Regions from separate parts of the Mus musculus genome. Here region 1 is linked to region 2. Evidence: chromatin contacts called from public Hi-C data. All regions are on one chromosome and are shown on one strand. The core of a region is the stretch at or near the end of the contact, and the rest is flanking DNA. Distances in the headings are between cores, read along the strand shown.

What was found. Hi-C and Micro-C count contacts between places; a contact is called where the count stands out from the background.
Region 1: a contact with region 2 is called in a Hi-C map of cardiomyocytes, with 2.3 times the contacts expected there. The contact joins the enhancer-like site here to the promoter of E230014E18Rik in region 2. A contact is called at or near these places in 3 of 39 promoter capture datasets (hematopoietic stem and progenitor cells and liver), 3 of 15 datasets of contacts at CTCF or cohesin (CD8 T cells, embryonic stem cells and pro-B cells), 29 of 484 Hi-C or Micro-C datasets (the BV-2 cell line, CD4 T cells, CD8 T cells and 18 more), 4 of 115 datasets of contacts at active chromatin or transcription factors (the HPC-7 cell line, PVALB interneurons and embryonic stem cells) and 3 of 9 other capture datasets (adipose tissue, embryonic stem cells and liver).

The regions. Positions count from the first base shown.
Region 1 is chr10:84,588,972-84,595,119 of GRCm38.p6, reverse strand. Tcp11l2 (t-complex 11 (mouse) like 2) reads right to left here. Exons shown (of 10, transcript NM_146008.2): 4 at 5,116-5,236; 5 at 3,812-4,032; 6 at 336-472. Among named protein-coding and RNA genes, the nearest start is that of Tcp11l2, 15 kb to the right of the region's middle. Within about 2 kb of position 3,294, at least 9 of the 459 cell types and tissues checked have an H3K27ac peak or open chromatin away from gene starts, as enhancers often do. A contact at or near this core is called in cardiomyocytes, where this site is marked.
Region 2 is chr10:84,515,474-84,521,957 of GRCm38.p6, reverse strand. It overlaps E230014E18Rik (a long non-coding RNA gene), which reads right to left and starts at 4,255. Exons shown (of 2, transcript XR_003948929.1): 1 at 3,869-4,255; 2 at 1-1,284. It overlaps Gm34405 (a long non-coding RNA gene), which reads left to right and starts at 4,296. Exons shown (of 4, transcript XR_380642.4): 1 at 4,296-5,642; 2 at 6,148-6,276.

The sequences.
Region 1 (6,148 bases), core at 2,045-4,544, 74 kb before region 2:
GTCTATGAACACCTTCAGCTCCTGTCCTGTTACTGTTTGTCCCACAATATTACATCTGACAGTTTATGCTTGTTCGCCATGCCTTCCCAAAAGGGTATAGCACATTCTCAATAGATATTTGGAATAAATGGAAAATGAAGATGTTCTCAGCACATTTTCTGAGACAGAATAAACAACTAGAAGTTTGCAATGTCAACTTTGAAGAGGATTCAGACATGTTTAACACTAACAGGAGAGCCAAAGTTCTTTAGTAACACAACATGTATAGGCAAAGTTACAGCACCGTATTTCGAACCAATTTTGACATAAGTACATATTATACATATTATACATACTTGGAGTTTCTTCTACAACTTCCTGGAATTTGTTTCTCTCATATTCCACCAAATGATGCTGGATGTGAGGTCTAATATTCCTAATGACAAAATTCATCATGTCCATTCTCATGAGGTCCAAGACACGGAAGATTTGTCTACAAATTTTAGAATTGAAACAAAGAAGTGGTTGAGAAGTTACGTTGAAACTGACAACTACCTATGTGTCACAGACTGGATAATCCTCTTGAAAACACATTTTCAGTGTCTAAGGCATCAACAGTCATTTACCAGGGCCATTTTTCAAGGAAGTCTTATTCATGTGTATGAGCATCTACTGTGGCAAATATTGATAACCCTGGCAGCTCACCCACCCCTGAAAATCTGTTGTGCTTCTAAAGAGCCTGAACACAGTGCACAGGGCTATAATACTGCAGAAAGAAGAAAAACACCTCCGTAAATGAAAGGACAGGGCTGTGGGCCACCAAGGGAAGCTGCTTTTCAGGCTCTGCGGTCCTGTGCTCAGATCCAGCTTTCCAACTGACCAGAACTATGGCCATGGACAATTCCTCAATCTCTTTGCACCTCTGTTGCTCAGGACCAAAAGAAGAGGACATCCCCTGGGAAGGGGGTTAGAATGGTAGGGAGATAACGAAAACTGATGCTTAGGAGCACTGGTGTTCATCGCTGCTCTATACATAAGAGCCAGGATGCAACCACCTTATAGATCTGCCAACTAATGAGTGGATAAAGAAAATGTAGTCTACTCAGATCAGTGGTTCTCAACTTTCCTAATGCTAAGACCTTCTAATACAGATCCTCACGTTGTGGTGATCCCCCAACCATAAGATTATTTCCATTGCTACTTTATAACTATTATTTTGCTATTGTTATGAATAATAATGTAAACATTTGTATTTTCTGATGGCCTTAGGTGACCACTGTGAAAGGGTCATTTGACCCCAAGGGGTGCCACCCCCAGGTTGAGAGATGCTGGCTTATAAATATGGCATTTTATTCAAGTGTTTAGAAATGCAGTTATGAAATACACAGAAGATGCATGGAATGGGAAAGCGTCTTACTGAGTGAAGTGACACAGGTCCAGAAGGACAACCATCATGTGTTCGCTCAGGGGATGATCTGAGCTTAGACCTTTGCAGATTCATGTGTTTGTGTTGTATAGGTGTCTGTAAACAAGAAACAAGAAAAAGGCCAGGAGGTTGAAGACGGCCTTAAGAGGGTGAGAAGCAAAACATACAGACCATGACAGTTGAGGAGGAAGAACTATGATGTGTGAAAGGTTTAAAAGGGAAGGAGCCAGGAGTGTGTGTGTGTGTGTGTGTGTGTGTGTGTGTGTGTGTGTGTGTAACAGAGACAAAAGATGCATTGTGTAACAGAGAGAAAAGATGTATTAAATATATGAAGTGTGAAAGGTTTAAAAGGGAAGGAGCCAGGGAGTGTGTGTGTGTGTGTGTGTGTGTGTGTGTGTAAAACAGAGACAAAAGATGTATTGTGTACCAGAGACAAAAGACGTATTAAAGATCCATATAAAAACTCACTGCTTTATACACTAACTAAAAAGCCCCTATTTTTAAAAAGCTTGTAATGCAGAAATCCTACACGAGCGGGTAATGCTGCTCCTAGAAGTTGTGGGTCTTTAAAGCTAAAATCCGACTGTCAGGAGTAAGTCATCTCCCTCTGAGTTGGTGCCCAGAGAGGCTCAAAATTTCCCCCATACAACACTGCTCTTGGGTGTTCACTAGAATTAGACAGTAAGACTCTATGTACTTTGTCAGACAGAGGAATCAAGCTGGACCTAAGCTGGCTGCTGCCCTGGCTGTCAGTGTTACTGTGTTAGAAGATGCTAGCCAGGCTGCTGGTGGAAACAGTCATCAGCGATTTAATCCAGCTGTGAACCCTGTGTGCTACAGTACAGACCTGCTGGGCAACAGTGGCAGGACTATTATTGTGAACCAACTACCTTCGGATTGGATTTAAGGCCTCTTCACAGGAGGGAATACACACTTGGTACTATATGCTAAGTCAAAGATCCTATTATTCGGAAGGTCATAGGCCATAGGGGATAGTTACTGTTGCTTAAATACACATACTGTCAAACTTCCTTTTAAATATGTATGTTTATGTTAATAGATTAGTGCTACTCTCAGACACAGCAAGTGAAGGGTACAAGACTGGGTCCTTCAACATTCCAGAATGGGTAGAGAAGACATCATGAAGCCCCATCCCTGCTCAGGAACTACTAGCAGTTAATGGGTGCCAGGAGAGGAGCTGGCATTTTCTTCAGTGATTGTAGCTTCTGGTGAGACTCCACCCATGCTTATGCAAGCAACTTTAAACTCAGGGATCAAAAACATGTGGCATCCAGTAGGTGACCACGACCAAGATAAACACTGAAGATCTGACATCATATAGGTAACTGGAAGCAGAGCTTCTACAATCTTCCAGAACTCAGCACAATACTAAAGATATAAAAAGCCCATTTTATAGACAGGTGAAGTGTCACCTTGAGAAACTGTCAACTTGCTATGGGCTACAAATAAAATTACCTTCTATATACAGACCAGTTTCCATTCCTCTGCTTTCTAAAACTGTTACACAAAACTCAGTCCTCAATATGACTTGTATTCATAAAACAAAAAAAAATCCTATCGATGGCAATAAGCAGTTCACAGTATGTCCTCTGGAATCATAAGGAAGTTACTGTCTACAGAGTTAGACAAGCTTCTCACACATTAATGTGAGCCTCAAAAACCTGGAGACACTGTAGCAGACCTGGATAGCTGACTACCAATACCCTGGCAGATATGAGGCTATGGGTGGGCCTTCAATCTGGGTGGGGCCGTGTGGCTAGTCAAAGTCAAGGGCATATGCCCTCTTGAGGCTGAGTTTACACACTGATGTCCCAGTCTTTCCACTTGCAGCTGGATGAGAAAATATCACAAGCAGGGTGAGGGCAGCCAAGGACAGAGGAGCTCTGGGTTCCCCAAAGGCAAGTGGACAGTGCCTGACCAATAATCCTAGAGAGAGACACCAGCACCAGCAGATTCTTATTGGTGAAATCATGAGAATTCAATAGCAGCTAATGGCTCTTAACAATGCCATGACCTCCTCTAACCCTGACTATATTAGGATACCTTTCCTGGAAGCTCCACCCTCTATGATTCCTTCCACAGCACCAGAAACAACTGTCTAATCAGCATAGGTCATTGGTCAAGGTCTGTCTCTTCCCTTCATCCTAACCCCCTGGGGCCAGGAATTCTGATTTTATTACTATATCCTCAAGGCCCACTGCATGCAGAATAACTACCTCACTAGAAAACTCAACACACAGTGTCAAGGACTGACCGGCTCCCGTTTCTGTTTTTCCCTTGGCATCACAAGCTCCTTTGCAAGGCCAGTTATCTATTTCCCATTACTCCCAGTCTCTTGAAAGAATCTGAAGCCACTAAGAAAACGCACACAGCAAAAGGGCTAACCTCAGCATCTCCACGATGTTGGTGGTAGCTTTCAGCTCTCGGATGTCTTCATCTCTCACAGGAGCACATATCTTCCCCATGGTGGTGATGACATAGTTGGCCAGACCTTGGATGTCGACAGCACTGTGCTCGGCCTGCTGTCTAATGAGGTCGATGTCCAGAACCTCACAGATCTGGCTGTGAAGTCTGTTCCCGCCAGGCGTGAGGAAAGAGAGAAGAATCTGCACAGGGAAAGAAGAGTCAGCGGCGGCCCTGTCCCAGAGGAGGACGCTCCCCGCTCACACTGCACCGTCCCCAATGCCACAAGCTATGCCTCTGCCTGCAAGGACATCAGACACGTGCAGTGCCTCAACCCGGAGAAGAAAGTTCAATCGGCTGAAACAAAAGCCACGGCTCTTCAGAATGACTGACGTTTCAGGAGGAAAACTGGACACCTCCAAAAAGCCTTCAGTGAGGCTGCACATCATGGCTCCAAAACCACTCAAGAGCAGATGACTCTCCGAACCCCCACGTGAAGTCCATGAAGAATAGTTTGTGTACAAATACTACACAAGCCAGTGCTTAACTGAGTACTCTTAGTATGGTGGACTCTGAGCTCACATACACAGTAATGGCTGGGAACACAAAAAGCTCTGAGCCTGACCCTTCTGATCTGGGTAAGTTAGAGCACTATGTACATAATAATAGTCCTGCAGTGCATGCTAAAGAGCAAGCGTCTCGTAAACAGCCACTGAAAAGAACTGCCACCTTCTTGTTTAGTTCTCACAACTATCCTGTAAACACTCAAGACACGGACATTTTCAGAGGGTGAGCTCATTACTAGCCCAGGTCTAACTCTTAGGTCTCAGTGTGTACTAAAGCACTGCCCTGAGTTCTGTCTGCTGCCTTGATTTCCTAGATTCTACCTAACGAGAGAGAGTCACCAAGGAGTCTACTGGGATCTGACTACTCAGTCTTTTAAAATGAGGGATGATACCAAGGTAGCACACAGTCTCTGGGAGAGGAAACACAACTGCTACAGTGTACTGTGGGCACACACTCACACTCACACTCACACACACTCACACTCACATGCCAAAACCCAATTCTGAGGTAACTATGTAATCAGAGTAGAGTCATTGTCATGTAAGGATTCTCCTGTGAAATAGGCCTTCATGAGGCAGCAAATCTGCTGATGTCTTAGTCTCAGACATCTCAGTCTCTAAGATTGTGAGGAACTTGTACCTTTTATAAGCTATCCATTTCTGGTACCCATTACGTTACCCCAGCGAGTTAAGGTGTTGATGGTATAAACACCGACTTGCCTCTCTGATTTCTTCAAACAGTTTGATGGCATATTCATACTGAGGAGGCTCAGCACTGAGATCTGCTTCCAAGACATCCCAGAAGGCCTGGTGGACAACACGCTTCACTTGACCAGCAAGGCTGCAGCAACGAAATGGACTATTTTAAAATAAGCATTACAAGACACATGTTCACAATAGACTTCTTAGAAAATGCATTTTTAAAAAACCCAGAATTTCTGAGTTTGAGGCCAGCCTGGTTTACAGAGTGAGTTCCAGGACAGCCAGCGCTATACAGAGAAACCCTGTCTCGAAAAAACAACCCCTCCCCCCAAAAAACAAAAACAAAACAAAACAAAAAAAAACCCACAACATATCTTATCCTTAGACCCATGATTAATCTTTTAGCATGTTTTCCCTGTTCAAAGCATGGTATTGGTTTCACACAGTAGAGAACACTGGGTTTAGTGGTTGTAAGCACTTGTGCAATCATGAGGACCGGAAGCTAGATATCAGAACCTTCTTAACAAGAGAGGGGTTCCACACATGCCTGTAACTCAGCTCCAAGGAATCAGATTCCCCCTGGTGGCCTCAATGCACACAAATGTTCATACACACACACACACACACACGCATAGACCTACACACACACTAATATAAATATTTAAAAATATCCAATCTGCACCATATAAAATACATTTTTTAATTTATAGATTTATATTGATTTCCCCCTAACCTCTAAAATGTTTCCTTAGCATATCTTTCTTTAAAAAAAAAAGATTTATTTATTTATTTATTTATTTATTTATTTATTATATGTAAGTATACTGTAGCTGTCTTCAGACACTCCAGAAGAGGGCATCAGATTACATTATGGATGGTTGTGAGCCACCATGTGGTTGCTAGGATTTGAACTCAGGACCTTCTGAAGAGCAGTCGGTACTCTTAACCACTGAGCCATCTCACCAGCTCCCAGAATATCTTTCAATAACTTCAAAAACTTCTGTCCTAAGAAGATCTATCATTTATTAGATTGCCTTCAATACAGCTCTAT
Region 2 (6,484 bases), core at 3,006-5,505:
TATGCAGCTGGAGCCATGGGTCCCCTCATGTGTACTCTTTGGTTGGTGGTTTAGTCCCTGGGAGCTTTGCTGGGTCTGGTTGGTTGATGTTGTTCTTCCTATGGAGTTGCAAACCCCTTCAGCTCCTTCAGTTCTTCCCCTCACATCTGAGGATGCAGCTATACCACTCCTGGGCATATACCCAAAAGATGCTCCAACATATAACAAGGACACATGCTCCACTATGTTCATATCAGCCTTATTTATAATAGCCAGAGCTGTAAACAATCCAAATGTCTCTCAACAGAGGAATGGATACAGAAAGTGTGGTACATTTACACAATGGAGTACTACTCAGCTATTTAAAAAAAAAAAAACGACTTCATGAAATTCCCAGGCAAATGGATGGAACTAGAAAATATCAGCCTGAGTGAGGTAACCCAGTCACAAAAGAACACACATGGTATGTACTCACCGATAAGTGGATATTAGGAAAAAAGCTCGGAATACCCACAATACAACTCATGGATCACATGAAGCTCAAGAAGAGGGAAGACCAAAGTGTGGATGCTTCAGTCCTACTTAGAAAGGGGAACAAAATAATCATGGGAGGTAGAGGGAGAGAGGATCCTGAGAGGGAGAGGGAGGGGAAGGGGAAAAGGGGGACAGGATCAGGTGTGGAGGGGACAGGGGTGGGGGGACATACAGAGGGTCAGGAAATTGAATGAGGTGAGTGGCAGTTGGGGATGGGGAACTGGGGGTAGCCACAAGAAAGTCCCAGATGCCAGGAAAGCAAGAGGCTCCCAGAACCTAACGGGGTTGACATTAGCTGAAATACCCAACAAAGGGGCGAGAGAACCCGTAGAGACCATATGCAGAGGTTAGGTACGGCCCCCAATTGAGGAATGGGGCCACCCACCCATCTCAAAAAATTTAAACCAGAATTGTTTCTGGCTAAAGAAAATGCAGGAACAAAGAGTGGAGCAGAGACTGAAGGAAAGGCCATCCAGAGGCTGCCCCACCTGGGGATCCATCCCACATGCAGACACCAAACCCAGACACTATTGCTGATGCCAAGAAGTTCTTGTTAGCAGGAGCCTGGTATGGCTGTCCCCTGAGAGGCTCTGCCAGAGCCTGACCAATACAGATGCGGATGCTCGCAGATCTCCATTTCCAGTCGGTCTCTGTCATTGTTCTATTGATGGCTTGGGGCTCTCAGTTTGCGAAGCACTGGACCGGATAATTTCTAAGTTACAAATCCAAGGGCAAAATTATACTTGTATGGCGCTAGGCATTTATTTCCACCTATGGGGAACAAATATGGAAGGAGGTAGCTATAGGTTAAAAGATATAAGATATATATATAAGCCCCAACTCAGTAATTTTTACAAGAATTATGATGAGCAAATACACTAAGCCAGCATACATGGTGCAACGTCATTTCCTGTTCTTTTTAGAGATTTATTTATATTTTTAAATCTTATGTATGCGAATCATTTGCCTGCATACGTTTATATAGATCATATGGGCGGCTGGTGCCAGTGGAAGTCAAGAGAAGGAAGGCTTTGGATAGCCGGGATCTGGAGTCATGGATGGCTGTGAGCTGCCGCGCCCATGCTAGGAATGGAACCTGGGTCCTCAGCAAGAGCAACACTTGCTCTTACCTGCTGAGTCATCTCTCCAGCCCCCCACCCCTTTTTTTATGTGTATGTGTCTGTATCGTTTGATATCTGCATAGTATTCCTCCCCACAACTCTGTGCAGGCCAGGCTTCTAAAGACGATGATCAGGTTTTCCACTGATACCCAGAGGCCCTTCTTCCATTCACCTCACTTGTTAGCAGATCCAAGTTCTCATCCCCCATTTCTAAATGGAGGATCAGGAATCCTCACAACAGTTAAGCCAAAGCTCAGGAGTTCCAAGATTCCCACCTCTTTCCTTCCCGTGCTGGGTAGTTTTATATCCACTGGACACAAGCTACAGTCATCAGAAAGGAGGGAGCCTCGTTTGAAAAAAATGCTTCCATAAGATCAGACTGTAGGCAAATCTGTAGGGCATTTTCTTAGTGATTGATGGGGTGGGGCAGCTCATTGTGGGTGGTTGCCACACCACCTCCAGTAGGAGCTGTGTGACAGACCAAGGTGATCAACCTCAAAAGGAGGAGGCCTCCTGGAACCGGTTGTGGAACTCTTCGCCGGAGAAAAAAATATTGAGCCGTAGTTCTTATGACAATCTATCTGTTTTGTTTTCTCTTATTCCTTTTCTTATTTACACGTTCCTGGCAGCCTAGGCCAAGATCTTAAGTGAGAATAATGGGTAAGAAACCATCCCTAGAGATGGGGGTCACTAACATGACCTTATCCCCAGGGAAACCAACGCTTTACTTTCTAAATCATTTACAAAGCTATTATGATAGATAAAAACTTTCCCAACAATAAAATCTCATATGGATACATGTGTGTCATCAGAGATGGATTTTGGTATATGGTAAAGAAAGCCTTAATTAGAAAGAATTACAATAGTTTAAATTTATACATTGAAGATTTATAAAAAAATCAGGCACTGGATATTAAATAATAATTGACCATGGGGCTGGAAAGTTAGTTCAGTGGTTAAGGGCACTGACCGTTAAAGATTTATTAACCTGCTCCTGGAAATATGCCACAAGCCTTGGATGACAGCGCCCACTGAATACATCCTTTTAGAATTGTTATATTTTGATGATTTATAATGATGTTACCTGTTTTGTTTGTGGTTCACTAAATACATAGTTTCAGAGTTGTAATGCTTGGATAACTTTTGTGCTTTACTGTGCCAAATGATTTTTTTTTGGTATCTGTGATTGTTTCATTGGATATAGTTTCTAAGAGATGTAATGTTTGGTTTTTTAATATATAAAATCCCCTGCTTGGGAGCTGCAAAATACACTCAGATTCAAACTGCCTCTATGTTTCTGTTTGTCACTGCCAAACTCTTACCCACCTAGCTTTGAGGACCCTCATTCCAGGGACCCCATACCCAAATGGGGTGGTCCATGGCAGGTGGTACCATTCCTGGCCTGGTAGCCCTGGGTTCTATAAGAAAGCAGGTTGACCTGGAACTCACTCTGTAGACCAGGCTGGCCTCGAACTCAGAAATCCACCTGCCTCTGCCTCCCAAGTGCTGGGATTAAAGGCATGCGCCACCACTGCCCAGCCAAGACTACACAGAGAAACCCTGTCTCAAAAAAGAAAAAGAAAAAGAAAAAGAAAAAGAAAAGAAAGAAAGGAAGAAAAAAAGAAAAGAAAGCAGGCTGAGCAAGCCATACAGAGCAAGCCAGTAAGCAGGACCCCTCCACGGCCCCTGCATCAGCTCCTGCCTCCAGGTTCCTGCCCTGTCTGAGTTCCTGCCCTCACTGCTTTTGACGATGTACAGTTGATACAGAACTGTGATTGAAATAAATCCTTTTCTTCCCATTTGCTTTTTGACCGTGGTGTTTTATCATAGCAATGCTCACCCTAACTAGGACACTCTCCCTTTCCACATCACGGGGGATAAAGCCTTAACACACCACCACCCTCTCTTCCCAGCCTCCTCTTTACCCCCATAACTGGGGATCGGAGGCTAATCACCAGCAGCCTGGTTCATGGCTCATGATACTGCGGAACACCACTCTGCTGCACATGAAGGAGACAGACAGCAAGACAGATGGAGTCCTGCCTTCACTGTAATCCTGGTCCAGTGGGGAAACAGGAAATGGCCGGAAGAAATGAAGACAGGTGTTTGTGCCTCACTGCCCTTCCTGTCTCTGGCTTGTCTTTGGGGACTCCCCCATAGATCACAAGCACAGCCTTTCCCAAGTGTCTGTCTGTCTGTCTGTGTCCCCTTCCCACTATATCTTCCATGCCTACCTCTGGCTGGCTCCTGCCATCAGCTCCTGGGGATCTCATGAGGCTGTTTTCCTCTGTTATGACATCTCCAGCATCTTCCTCCTTTCCTAATCAGACTGCTCCATCTCTGAACCTGAACCCTAAGCCGACTTGAATGCTCCACCCAGGACCCCACCCTCCAGGCTGCTGGTCGGAAAGCCTCTTCCCTCTGTGCTACAATGGCTTGCATGACTGCTTTCTTGCTGGATGGCACCCTCCGTGTTTGGGTCTTTCATCTCTGTATCTGCAGAGAAGTTACCATGCTTGGTTCTAGGAGGCGTACCAAGTAACTAACACTTCCTGAGTACTGAGTATGCACAGTCATTCTTCTAAAGGCTTTATGACAGCCACACAGGGAGGCACTATGTTTAGCAACCCACCCTGCCCCACCCTGCCCCGTTTCTTGATAGGTGAAGGCTCCAAGGAGGCTAAGTACTTTGTTCAGAACATTTCCTGGTCATAGTAAGTGGTGAACCAAGTCCCCCCCTCCCAATGATGTGCTATAAAAATGGAAGACTGAAAGCAAAACTCTATTCACCTATGTATTTTTCAGTTAGTGAGTACATCAGTGTCTAACTGTGCTGTGCTAAGCAAAGAACACTTGTATTTACTTAGAGCTCTATAAGAAAGCAGGCTGAGCTTACTTGGAGCTCTACGTGTGTGTGTGTGTCTGTGTGCATCTGACACATGTCCAGGCCTTCAGAGGTCCGAATAAGGTGTCAGATTCCCTGGAATTGGAGCTGTGGATAGTTGTGACCTGTCCAACATAGGTGCTGGCAATGGAACCTGGGTCCTCTGCAAGAGCAGCAAGTGTTCCTAACAGCCGAGCAGCCGAGCCATCTCTCCAGCCCTTAATTAACTCCATGACCCTTTTTGTATGTGAGGGAAATTTCCCAGTTAAAGGGTGTGTGATTGTGTGTGTGTGTGATTGTGTGTGTGTGTGTGTGTGTGTGTGTGTGTGTGGTGTTGCAGGATCTTACTATGCAGCCTCAGGCTGGTCTTGAACTAACAGTATTCTCCTGCCTCAGACTGGTCCTGGGATCAAAGGAGCATATCAAGACAGTTGGCCCTATGGTCACTTTTTGTAAGGAGAAGAAACACAGGGAGAAAACTCACGCATCAGACATACGATAGTGTAAATCAGAAAGCCCATGATAACCGACTCACCACCAGTCCCTGTGGGCCTGTAATCACGATCAATCAACGTGAATAATTCTGATAGGGACAGACCATGCAACAAACAGGCCTTGCATAGTAAAGATTAAAGGGGCTCAAATTAAACCTTCGTCTTTTTTTTTTCCCCAGATGGGGAGACAGCCTCAGAGAGAGGAAGTTGTTCACCCAAACTGCTCAGACCAACTGGTTCAGGAGACAAGACAGGGCCTTGTTCCTCCTCCCTGGTTACTTGTCTTGGCCCCGTGCCAGCCTAAGTAACGATTGGAAGCGCCGGGCAGCAAGTGAAGGATCAGAGCTGCTGCAAAAGGTGTGGCACTTCCTCTAGGCTGTGCCAGGCGAGCGTGTTGGTTCCTGACACCCTGAGCAAGGCCGATTGGGCAATGGGCCTGTGGTGAGGGCAGAGCCACCTGTGCTGGGGTACTTGGTCATGTTCTGTGGAAAGTGATGGTTGCACACTGGGTGCAGCTTCCCCTGTCTTAGGCCATGTGCTCGCATGGAGTCAGTCTTAGAAACACCGATATTTAGAAAGTTCCAACCTCTCATTTTCTTAATTGGCTCTCATGGGGAGAGGAGTTCCGAGGTAGAATTATAAGGTCAGGATGGAGGACACTGGATGAGGGTGCTGGTCTGACAGGCTGTGCTGCTCTGGGTAACTTGCCCCTTTTCTGAGCTCCACAGTCTTTCTCACCTTCAACTCTCCTTGACTCTGTAGCCTGTCCTGATTCTTGGGGAACTTCCTGAGGGTAGGACTGGGGAGGAGGGCTGGAGGGCTGGGGAGAATGGAGGAGGGCTGGGGAGGATGGAGGAGGGCTGGAGGGCTGGGGAGAATGGAGGAGGGCTGGGGAGGATGGAGGAGGGCTGGAGGGCTGGGGAGAATGGAGGAGGGCTGGGGAGGATGGAGGAGGGCTGGGGAGGAGGGCTGGAGGGTTGGGGAGAATGGAGGAGGGCTGGGGAGGAGGGCTGGAGGGTTGGGGAGAATGGAGGAGGGCTGTATAGGTGAGGAGGAGGGGTAGAGATTGGCCGTATCCCTGGGGGTGGGGGGAGGTGAGTGGCTTTTGTCTGAACCAAGCCTCTGTTCCCACCAGAGACTGACACACAGCACCCCCTTACTTATTGATATGAAGTGGACGAAGTCTCTTCACCTTGAGATGGTACAGACCCATCAGGAAAAAAATCCAAGGCTGCTCAAGCTACTGAATTTTTTCTGTTAGGAGGTATGTGGTTCAGCATCAGGGGAGAATGTGGTGCCATCTAGTGTCTGATCCTGGGATCACAGGAATGGTATGATTTAAACTCTGGTGTGAGCTAGGGCATCATTACATACAGCCCCAAGGCTACTATTTGAAGAGACCTACACGTGCACTTTTCTGTGCTATAAACACCTTTACAGCACACACACACACACACACACACACACACACA